Regions from separate parts of the Ovis aries genome. Here region 2 is linked to region 1. Evidence: chromatin contacts called from public Hi-C data. All regions are on one chromosome and are shown on one strand. Each heading gives the region's core, a stretch centred on a gene start, on an enhancer-like site or on the middle of the called end of the contact. The rest is flanking DNA. Distances are from core to core; before and after follow the strand shown. Region 1 holds the start of PLIN3 (perilipin 3). Region 2 overlaps TICAM1 (TIR domain containing adaptor molecule 1).

Region 1 (5,266 bases), core at 2,230-4,729:
CTTTCCTTCCCCTCCCCACCCATGCGTGCACTCCTGGCTGTGCTCACAAGAGACTGGAGGTGGTGGAGACGATCCCCATACCAGGGTTGAAGATGTGGGACAAAATCATCAAGACCTTATTTTCCAAATCAGAACTGAGTTACATCCGCTTGACCAGGGGTATTTTGGCCACATCCCAGCACTGACGGCCACTCAGAAGCTGAAGGCTACCAGTCATACATATCTCCTGGTGACTTCCCAGCTGTGTGACCTTGGACAAATCACTTCTCTGAGCTCTGCCCATCCCAGACCCATTCTCCTCTAGCTCTCTCCCTCTCCTCATTTTGCCTCAGTCAAATCATTTTTTAAATATTTAATTAATTTCTTTGGCTGTGCCGGGTCTTAGTTGTGGCATGTAGGATCTAGTTCCCTGACCAGGGATCAAACCCAGGTCCCACTGCTTTGGGAGTACAAAGTTGTAGCCACTGGACCACCAGGGAAGTCCCTCCATCATGTTTTAAGTGTATCTCCAATTCAAAGGTTCATCTAGTCAAGGCTATGTTTTTTCCAGTATTCACTACAGATGTCAGAGTTGGGCCATAAAGAAGGCTGGCTGAGTGCTGAAGAATTGATGTTTTCGAACTGTGGTGCTGGAGAAGACTCTTGAGTCCATTGGACAGTAAGAAGATCAAACCAGTCAATCCTAAAAGAAATCAACCCCGAGTACTCATTGGAAGGACTGATGCTGAAGCTGAAACTCCAATACTTCGGCCACTTGATGCGAAGAGCTGACCCATTGGAAAAGACCCTGACGCTGGGAAAGACTGAAGGCAAGAGGAGGAGGGGGCCACAGAGGATGAGACTGTTGGGTGGCATCACTGACTCAATGGACACGAGTTTGAGCTAACTCTGGGAGATAGTGAAGGACAGGGAAGCCTGGCATGCTGCAGTCCATGGGGTGACAAAGATTCAGGCATGATTGAGCAACTGAACAATAACAACCAAGTGGCTAGGCATGGTCCAGTCTCAGGGCCTTTGCATGGGCTGTTTCTATCATCAGAGATCTCCCCAGATTTCTCTGTGGCTCCCTCCTCTCCTCCATCCTTTCTGTACTCAGATGGCACTCTAAAAGGCCACCCCTGTCTACCTTATTAAAAAGTGCAACCCCCACATTCTCAATCCTTTGCTTTTCTTGGTAGCATTTACCACCACCTGACCCACTGTGCATTGCACTCACTTATCTTGTTTATGGCCCATTCCCCACTGGGTGGTGAGCACCACAAGGCTGGGACCTGCCTTTTGCTCCTGGCCTCCCCTCGCCCAGCACAGCAGCTCAGTAAGAACTGTCGAATGAATGACTAGGAAAATGAATGGATTGGGGGGAAAGCATGCCACAAATATGAAAGTTTTTTCTTTGATAATTTTATATACTTGATTTAATCATCCTGGGGATTCAGACTCAGAAATCTGACAAGTTGCTTGTAGTTACTTAAACATGTATGTTCAGTTTCTTGGTGTGCAATAGCCACATGGTGTTGGTGGCCACTATACAGGGTGGCACAGAGTTCAAGAACATTCCCAAAATCTCTGAAAACTCTACCACATAGCTCCATTGATTTTCACTTGGTCAAATTTTTTAAGAGGGAGAACACTTTGTCTAAGTCTGGAATCCCCATGGATCTGTGAATACCTTAGAGTGTCTCCCTCAGGGTTAAAATTCTGCTCCCTGGAGAAAAGGCATGCTGTCACTTTTTTTTTTTTTTTTTTTAGCAGAAGCACTTACCTTCTGCCTGGTTCCTAGGGCCATTTGAGTTTGAGACCTTGGTTTATAGGCAAAGAAAATAAAGGATTTGGGGGGCTGGTGGTGGGGTGGGGGAATCCCAATGATGCGCCTTCAGGAGGGAGTTGATCCAGGAGTCAGAGAGGGTTGGCCCCTGCACTGTCCCTGGTTCCTGCTTTCTGGGCTTCGGCTTCAATTCAGTTCAGTTCAGTTCAGTCACTCAGTCATGTCCGACTCTGCGACCCCATGAATCGCAGCACGCCAGGCCTCCCTGTCCATCACCAACTCCCAGAGTTCACTCGGACTCACGTCCATTGAGTCAGTGATGCCATCCAGCCGTCTCATCCTCTGTCGTCCCCTTCTCCTCCTGCCCCCAATCCCTCCCAGCATCAGTCTTTTCCAATGAGTCAACTCTTCGCATGACGTGGCCAAAGAACTGGAGTTTCAGCTTTAGCATCATTCCTTCCAAAGAAATCCCAGGGCTGATCTCCTTCAGAGTGGACTGGTTGGATCTCCTTGCAGTCCAAGGGACTCTCAAGAGTCTTCTCCAACACCACAGTTCAAAAGCATCAATTCTTTGGCACTCGGCTTTCTTTATAGTCCAACTCTCACATCCATACATGGCCACTGGAAAAACCGTAGCCTTGACTAGATGGACCTTTGCTGGCAAAGTAATGTCTCTGCTTTTGAATATGCTGTCTAGGTTGGTCATAACTTTTCTTCCAAGGAGTAAGCGTCTTTTAATTTCATGGCTGCAATCACCATCTACGGTGATTTTGGAGCCCCCCAAAATAAAGTCTGACACTTGTGTCCACTGTTTTCCCATCTATTTCCCATGAAGTGATGGAACCAGATGCCATGATCTTAGTTTTCTGAATGTTGAGCTTTAAGCCAACTTTTTCACTCTCCACTTTCACTTTCATCAAGAGGCTTTTGAGTTCCTCTTCACTTTCTGCCATGAGGGTGGTGTCATCTGCATATCTGAGGTGATTGATACTTCTCCCAGCAATCTTGATTTAAGCTTGTGCTTCTTCCAGTCCAGCGTTTCTCATGATAGAAGTTTCTCTGCATAGAAGTTAAATAAGCAGGGTGACAGTAGACAGCCTTGACGTACTCCTTTTCCTATTTGGAACCAGTCTGTTGTTCCATGTTCAGTTCTAACTGTTGCTTCCCGACCTGCATACAGATTTCTCAAGAGGCAGGTCAGGTGGTCTGGTATTCCCTCGGCTTACTCAGCTGTAAAATGAGGTGATAAAGGGACACCAAGTGTTGTGAGGACTGAGTGGCACGATACAGGTCAGGGCAAGTTGCTCATAATGCTAGATGGGGCCGGCTCCATCACCCTTGTTCGGAGGGGTCGGGATGGAGTGGTGGCGCCTGACAGAAGGAGGCCTCACGCAATGATCTCTGAGTTCTCACAGCCTCGATTGGGTAAGGAAAGGGGACCCTAGGATCATCTCCCATCGCCCAGTTCCCAGGGTCCCAGACGGGGAAGGGGCTCTCCTGGGCTGGCTCCGGGGTCGTACGGGTGTTGCCAGCTGGGTGTACAGTTGGGAGGGCGCCCTAGTTCAGCCTTTCCTGGACTTCACTTGTGGCTCCAACGTCCCAAGCCGGGCGAGGGGCGTGGCCTGGCGGCAGGCGGCTCCCAACAAGATTGGTCCTCCGACCCGTCACTCCCGGGCGCCCGCCCCCAAATATAAACGCTGGTCTTGGTCCGGCCCAGGACGGTTTTGGAGCTGGCTTTGAAGTAGTGGCGGCTGTGCCCTGGACGTCCCGCTGACCGCGGTGAGAGGCCAGGGGCCCCGATTGAGGTGGGGGCAGGGTCCGCTGAGTCCTGGGGTGCCCTAAGGGAGGTAGGGACAGGGAGGGCCTTCCTGGGGACTCTGCTTGTCTCCGCGGCCTGGAGAGGGGTCAGCCTGGACTGAGCACTCTTCCCTCCTCAGAGAAATTAAACTTCTGGAACAGGCTTCGACGTTCAGACTTTCTTCTCTCAATATCTAGGACTTTGGCGGGGGGGGAGGTGCACGAAAGAACACCCTAGAAGTGGCAGCATGGGGCGGGGGTCCAAGTTCCCCGTCCCAAACCACATCCTCCTGCATTGCTGACGCACTTTGGAGACAAGCCGTAGCCCATTCCGCGTAGAAATTCCCCCCCAACCCCGACCAGGGGAGCAATCCCTCTGCCTAGCAAAGCCCCTTCCTCTCCAAATGGTTTTGCCGCCTGGGGACTTGGCCCCTCCCTTGCCCTCCTTCTGGCACCCCAGCTGACTCTGGGAGGGTCTGGGGCCAATCCCGCCCCCTTTTCCTGAGTGGTGTGGCCAGTGGATTGCACAAAGTGGCGGTGGGAAGGCCTACCCTTTATCTGAGTCCTTGGGACGTTTGTAAAACCAGAGCCAAGGCTTGGGTTCCTTCTCGGGAGAACTCTGGAAGTTGGATCTTAGCATATCCTGGCTGCAGTTGGACAGCTGCGTGACTCCAGTTTCAGCCAGTTCTTGCTCTCACAGCTGAGGCCCGCTGCAGGCAGGTTGCTGACCCCCAAGGACTTTTATGGGGCAGGGGGGTGTGATATCTGCAATGGCCGTCCTTGGTTAAACCGATTCCAGAGGGACTGGATGTACAAAACGGATGGGAGGGAGGACCTGTGTGCCGTCCAGCTGAACTCAGACTCTGGGGAGGATGAGGGGGAGAACAGGAGTCAGGTGATGATCACCCGGGTGGATGTGCCTTCTCTCCCCACTTCCCCTGTGGGGGACCTTTGTACCAAGCAGAAGCTCAATCCTGGCTGGTTTCACCAGTTTCTGTGTGGAAGACAGAGTGGTGTGAAATGGATCCGTTTCCTGAGCGCCTGCTACATGCCAGGTCCCAAGCTAAGTGCGCACGCGCAATCTCTCCTCCAATCCGCAGGGACTCTGTGCTAGGAATGGTTACCTCCATTTCATAGATGTGGGAAGTGAGGCTCCAAGAACGGGTGTTGCCTTCCTAAGCTCCCACAGCCAGCAAGTTGCAGAGCTGGGATTAGAACCCAGTTTGGACACCAGAACTGGTGCTCTCAAAACATGGGTTTGCCGGGTTCCACTCTTGTGTGTGCACGCTAAGTCGCTTCAGTCACGTCCAACTCTTTGTGACCCCATGGACTGTAGCCTGTCAGGCTCCTCCCTCCATGGGATTCTCCAGGCAGGAATACTGGAGTGGGCTGCCATTTCCTTCTCCAGGGGATCTTCCCGACCCAGGGTTCGAACCCTCCTCTCTCATGTCTCCTGCCTTGGCAGGCAGGGTCTTTACCTACTTCCCAGGTTCTGAGAAGCCTGGGTTCCACTTCGGGAATGGCAAACACAATGTCTGGAAGAAAATGCTCAGACTCGAGGTCAGGGGTTCACCAGAGGCTTCTAGAATGACCCTGGGGGTCATTCATTGTGAGGGGACTTCTCTGGCCGTCCAGTGGTTAAGACTCTGAGCTTCCACTGCAGGTGGGGCACAGGTTTGATCCCTGGTCAGGGAACATGCCATG
Region 2 (5,374 bases), core at 2,132-4,631, 48 kb after region 1:
TCAGTCGCCCACCATGGCCCTCCTGAGCGTGCACCACAGCCCCCACGGGCCCAGCAAGCTGTGTGACCATCCCCAGGCCAGAGTGGTGCCCGAGCCTGCCCCTTTGGGTTGCCAGGAACCCGAGGAGATGAGCTGGCCCCCATCGGTGGAGGCTGCTGGCTCCCCGGTGCGGCCTAGCAGCCCAGGCCCCGGGCTTCCCGAGGTGACCACCGATGCCTGCCCCGCCAGCCCGCACAACCCACCGGAAGTTCCGGAAATCAGCGCCCACTATCCGGTGGAGTGTACGGATGTGCCAGCAGCCCCGAAATCTCTCCCCTCGCCTTCCAAAAACGCCTGCCTAGTCACAGATCAGACGCCAGTCCAACTTTCAGAGGAAGACACCGCTTACCTGTCGGCTCAGCCACGCCCACCAACTCCTTCTGTGCCCCAAACATCCCCATCTTTTCCTTCCCCATCAACGTCTCCCTTTCCTTCCCCATCGACCCCTCCTACGGCTCACCCGACCCCTCCTACGGCTCACCCGACCCCTCCTACGGCTCACCCGACCCCTGCTACGGCTCACTCGACCTCTCCTAAGGCTCACCCGACCGTCTGGAACCCAGAGCCCCCTACTCCGGAGCTGGAGTCCGAGCAGAAATTCTATAACTTTGTGGTGCTCCACGCCAGTGCAGACGAGCACATCGCATTGCGCGTGCGCGAGAGGCTGGAGGCGCTGGGCGTGCGCGATGGGGCCACGTTCTGCGAGGATTTCCAGGTGCCCGGGCGTGGCGAGCTGCACTGCCTGCAGGACGCTCTGGACCACTCGGCATTCATCATCCTGCTGCTCACCGCCAACTTCGACTGCCGCCTGAGCCAGCATCAGACGAACCAGTCTCTGATGAGCAGCCTCACGCGCCAGGGATGGCAGGACTGCGTGATTCCCTTCCTGCCCCTGGAGAGTTCCCTGGCCCAGCTCAGCCCCAGCACGTCTAGCCTGCTTACCGGCCTGGTGTTGCTGGACGAGCACTCCAAGATCTTCGCCAGGAAGGTGACCAACACCTTCAAGCCCCAGATGCTGCGGGCCCGCAAGGCCAAGTGGAGGAAGGAACAGGATGCCCGGGCACTTCGGGAACAGAGCCAACAGCTGGAAAGTGAACGGCAGCACGCAGCGGCGTGGGGCGCGGCGTGGTCGGCTTATGTCCATAGCTACCTGGCCTACCAGACGCAGGTGGAGAAGCTCCAGGTTGCTTTGGCGAACTACATGCCATTTGGAACTCAGCTGCCCTTTGGGGGACAGGGGTCCCTGGGAACCCCACCATCACCCTTTCCCACCCTGCCGGGTCATCAGCCACCGCCCCTACCTCCTTGGCTGGGGGGCACACCCCCGCCGACCTTCCCGCAACCCCCGCCGACCTTCCCGCAACCCCCGCCAACCTTCCCGCAACCCCCACTGACCTTCCCGCAACCCCCGCCGACCTTTCCGCAACCCCCACCGGCCTTCCAGCAAGCCCCACCGGCCTTCCCACAGCCCCCGGACTTCTCACAAGCACCACCTGCGCGTCCTCGGAGCCCTGGGCTCCAGCCCCTCATCATACACCATGCGCAGATGGTACAGCTGGGGGTCAACAACCACATGTGGAATCAGAGAGGGACCCAGGCACCCGAGGACCAGACGAGGGAAACGGAATGACCAAGTGACTGGATCCGATGGCCTCGGCTTTAACCACTCCCCTTCATCTCTAGGGGGCGGTGGAGCACGGGGTTGTTTGCTACTTTTAGGACACTGCAGGGGAGAACTTCCATCTCAGGAAATAGGGCAAAATGGGCCCCATGACTTTCTGGCCCTGGAGGTGGCCAGAACTGGATATGAGTTTATAAATTCTCTCTCTTGCCCTCTCTCTAGATGGTAGTGATGGGGAATGAGCTGGGGGTATGGGTATGGTGTTTCAATTGTAATAAATATTTATTGAATGCTTTGATAGCACCATTGTACTCAGGAAGGCCTGCTCCTTGCCATTTGTCAAGATAAAAACGTGGCTAGTGGGACTTCCCTGGTGGCCCAGTGGTTAAGACTCTCCGCTTCCAATGCAGGGGGCACGGGTTCCATACCTTGTCAGCGAACTGAGATCCCACATGCCATGCTGTGTGGCCAAAAGCAAAACAAAAAAACAGGTGGCTATTATTGCCATAAAAGGAACAGGAGCTGAAATTTTGGTTTCACTTCATTGGTCAGGATGTAGTCCCCTGGACTACCCCCAGGTGCAAGGGAAGCTGGGAAATATAATCTTCTCACAGGCCATGTGCTTTGCCAAAAGTGTTGGTTCTAATTCTAGAGAAGGTGGAGAGAAAACACATTGAGAGTACATATAGCTGTTTCTGTTGCAGCCCTTTTTTGGGGAAGAAGGGTTCTGCATTGATGCTCTTACCTTGAAGGCTGGACTCAGATCACACTGTGTATTCTTATACAAGTGCCTTCACCTCTCTTGAGCCTCTGCTTTCTCACCTGTGAAATGGGTTTACGAGGCCATCGTTCCAAGGTCATCAGCGGATTGTGGGCAATTGCACTGAAATACCAGGGACAGTGTAAGTGCTTGTTAACTTCGTGTCTGGTATGAAGGGGATTAATCTTTTTAAGGGTCTCTTATTCTCTTTTGAGGAGAAGGCAATGGCACCCCACTCTTACTCTTGCCTGGAAAATCCCATGGATGGAAGAGCCTGGTGGGCTGCACTCCATGGGGTCGCTGAGGGTCAGACACAACTGAGCAACTTCACTTTCACTTTTCACTTTCATGCATTGGAGAAGGAAATGGCACCCCACTCCAGTGTTCTTGCCTGGAGAATCCCAGGGACGGGGGAGCCTGGTGGGCTGCCATCTATGGGGTCGCACAGAGTCGGACACGACTGAAGCGACTTAGCAGCAGCAGCAGCATTCTCTTCTGAGAATAAGAATAGAATTAACGTTTGTTGAGCACTTACTATTTATCCATTCTGGAGGCTTTACATATGTAAACATTCTAATCCTCAAAAATGACCTCCCTGGGACTTTTCCTGGTGGTCCAGTGGTTAAGACTCCAAAGTCCACTGGAGGGGATGTGGTTTCCATCCCTGGTCAGGGAAATAAGATCCCACATGCTCTGGGGTGCAGCAAAAAAAAAAAAAAAAAAGACCCTCCCCCGGGAGTAAAAGATTCTGTTACTGGTCCCATTTTGCAGATGGGGAAAACCAAGGCTGAGAGAGGTGAATTCTGGCCCCAAAGCCACACTGATTGTAAATGGGGAGATTGCAATGCCGTGGTCGGATTTCTGAGGGAGGAAAAGAGATCAGCCCAGGAAGGGTGTATGTGGGTCAGGTGTGTAGGCCTTCTCTGGCCCAACAGCAGGATTTGAACTCTGCCTTAGCATGCCCTTTCTTCCACCAGCCACCCCAAAGGGCGGGCCTGGTGTGAGTCACCCAGGCTGTCACGCACCGTTTGCTATTTTAGTAGCTGACTCAGATTTTGTCAAGGATCTGCTCCTGAACCGGCCTTCCCCCAGTGAAGTGAAATCTGGAAAGATTAGGTTTTTGGTTGGGGTGGGGGTCAAGGGAACAGATGGTTTCCCTTTTTTTCTATTCTTTTTGACCCTGCAGCGCGTCTTACAGGATCTTAGTTCCCTGACCAACAACTGAACCTGGTTGACCCCAGTGAAAACGCTGAGTCCCAACCACTGGGCCACCAGGGAATTCCCAAACAGAAAGTTTCTGATGACTGAGGCTAGGGTCTGCCACAGTTCATCAGACACTTGCCATTTTTCCAGTTGACCAATATTTATTGAGCTCCTGCTGTGTGCCAGAATCATCCCAGATATTGGGGTGCAGTAGGGGCAAATGTGAACCGTCCCTAGTCTATTTTCAATTGCAGGCGGAGGTGGAGGGGAGGGAGCAGCGAATGAGTCATCAGATGAGGAAGTGAGGTAGTTTCAGTAAGTGAGGAGACTTCCGAGGAAATAAACAGGGCACCTAATGGTAGTGCCTCACGAGGAAGAACTTTGGCCCAGATAGCCAGGAAGGGCTTCTCTGAGGAGGTTGCATTACAGCCAATATCTAGAGAAAGAAAAGGAGCTGGTCATCATGGGAAGAACTTGGAAAGGAAGGTGATCTTTGGGGCAGAGGAAACAGGCTGTGCAAAGACCCTGGGGCAGGACCGCACATACCGTTGCATGAACAGCAAAGACAGACAGAGTAGGTGAGGGGGAGAGAGGGAGGAGGTCCGGGAGAGAGGGCGCAGGCAGGTCGTGCAGGGCTTTGTGGGCTGCAGGAGGACTTCGGTTTTTGCTCTCAGGGAGTTGCGAGCCCTGGAGGGCTATGGGCAAAAGAGGGGCGGAGTCTGACTCAGGTGCTCACATGCGCCCTCTGGTGGCTGCTGCAGGGAGGGCAGACTGGAGAGCGAGGCAGAAGCTGCGAGTCCAGGCCAGTGAGGCTGGGGGCTAGACCCCGGTGGAGGGAGAAGAGGGCACATTCAGAACGTGAGCTTTTATTTCGTCCCTGAAATGTTGTGAGTCACAAGTCACAGCCCTTTTCTGGGCTGCATCTTTCTCACTTGTGCCATGGACCTGGCAAGCTTCGGTCTGGAACTCTGGTAGGTACATCACTGCATCAACCCAAATGTATTTAAAAGATGATCGTTTTGAAAGCCCTGAGCTGAGGGCTTCACGTAGTGGATGGCACCCCAGGTGGCTCAGTGGTGTAGAATCTGCCTGCCAATGCAGGAGACATGAGTTTGATCTCTGGGTCGGGAAGATCCCCTAGAGGAGGAAATGGCAACCTGCTCCAGTCTTCTTACCTGGAAAATTCCATGGACAGAGGAAACTGGCAGGCTAGGTCCATGGGGTGGCAAAGAATTGGACATGACTGAGTGACCGAGCTTGCAGGCCTGCACTCACTTCATTCTCTCAATGGCCATGGGAACTAGAAACAGTGTTCCCAGTTTACAGATGAGGAAACTGAGGTCAGGAGGGGTGGCGTCATTTATCTAAGGTCATACAGCTCACAAGCAGTCTTTGGGGGCAGGATAAGGAGCCAGGTGTCTCTCTACTGGATTTTAGCAGCTTGTGAATTTATGGCCTTGATTTCAAAAAATTCTTTGAACTATTCCTGTTCACTTCATTACTTGCTAATTTCTGGCTTCTCCACTACAGCCTGCCCACCCTGAGGGAGCTTGGGGCTGATCTGTCTTGGTCACTGCAGCATTTTCAGAACCCACCGCAGACCATGGCACACAGTAACTGTTCAGTAAAGTGAATCCTTTTGACTGACAGTTGGTGAGCACGTACTGTGGGCAGATCCTGCTGAGCACTGTGGTCACAGGCCTGGTCCCTGCCCCCATGGAGCTTACTGGGCAGTAAGTGGAGAGGATGTG

The links. A called contact is a pair of places that touch in the nucleus more often than the background predicts.
Region 2: a Hi-C map of liver shows a contact between it and region 1, with 3 times the contacts expected there. The contact joins the enhancer-like site here to the promoter of PLIN3 in region 1. A contact is called at or near these places in 11 of 16 Hi-C or Micro-C datasets (blood, hypothalamus, liver and 5 more).

Annotation. Positions count from the first base shown.
Region 1 is chr5:17,106,394-17,111,659 of ARS-UI_Ramb_v3.0, forward strand. PLIN3 (perilipin 3) reads left to right here and starts at 3,480. Exons shown (of 7, transcript XM_042250118.1): 1 at 3,480-3,544.
Region 2 is chr5:17,154,665-17,160,038 of ARS-UI_Ramb_v3.0, forward strand. TICAM1 (TIR domain containing adaptor molecule 1) reads left to right here. Exons shown (of 3, transcript XM_042250120.2): 3 at 1-1,963. The coding sequence ends at 1,669. Among named protein-coding and RNA genes, the nearest start is that of TICAM1, 17 kb to the left of the region's middle. Within about 2 kb of position 3,382, at least 23 of the 54 cell types and tissues checked have an H3K27ac peak or open chromatin away from gene starts, as enhancers often do. A contact at or near this core is called in liver and tail adipose tissue, where this site is marked.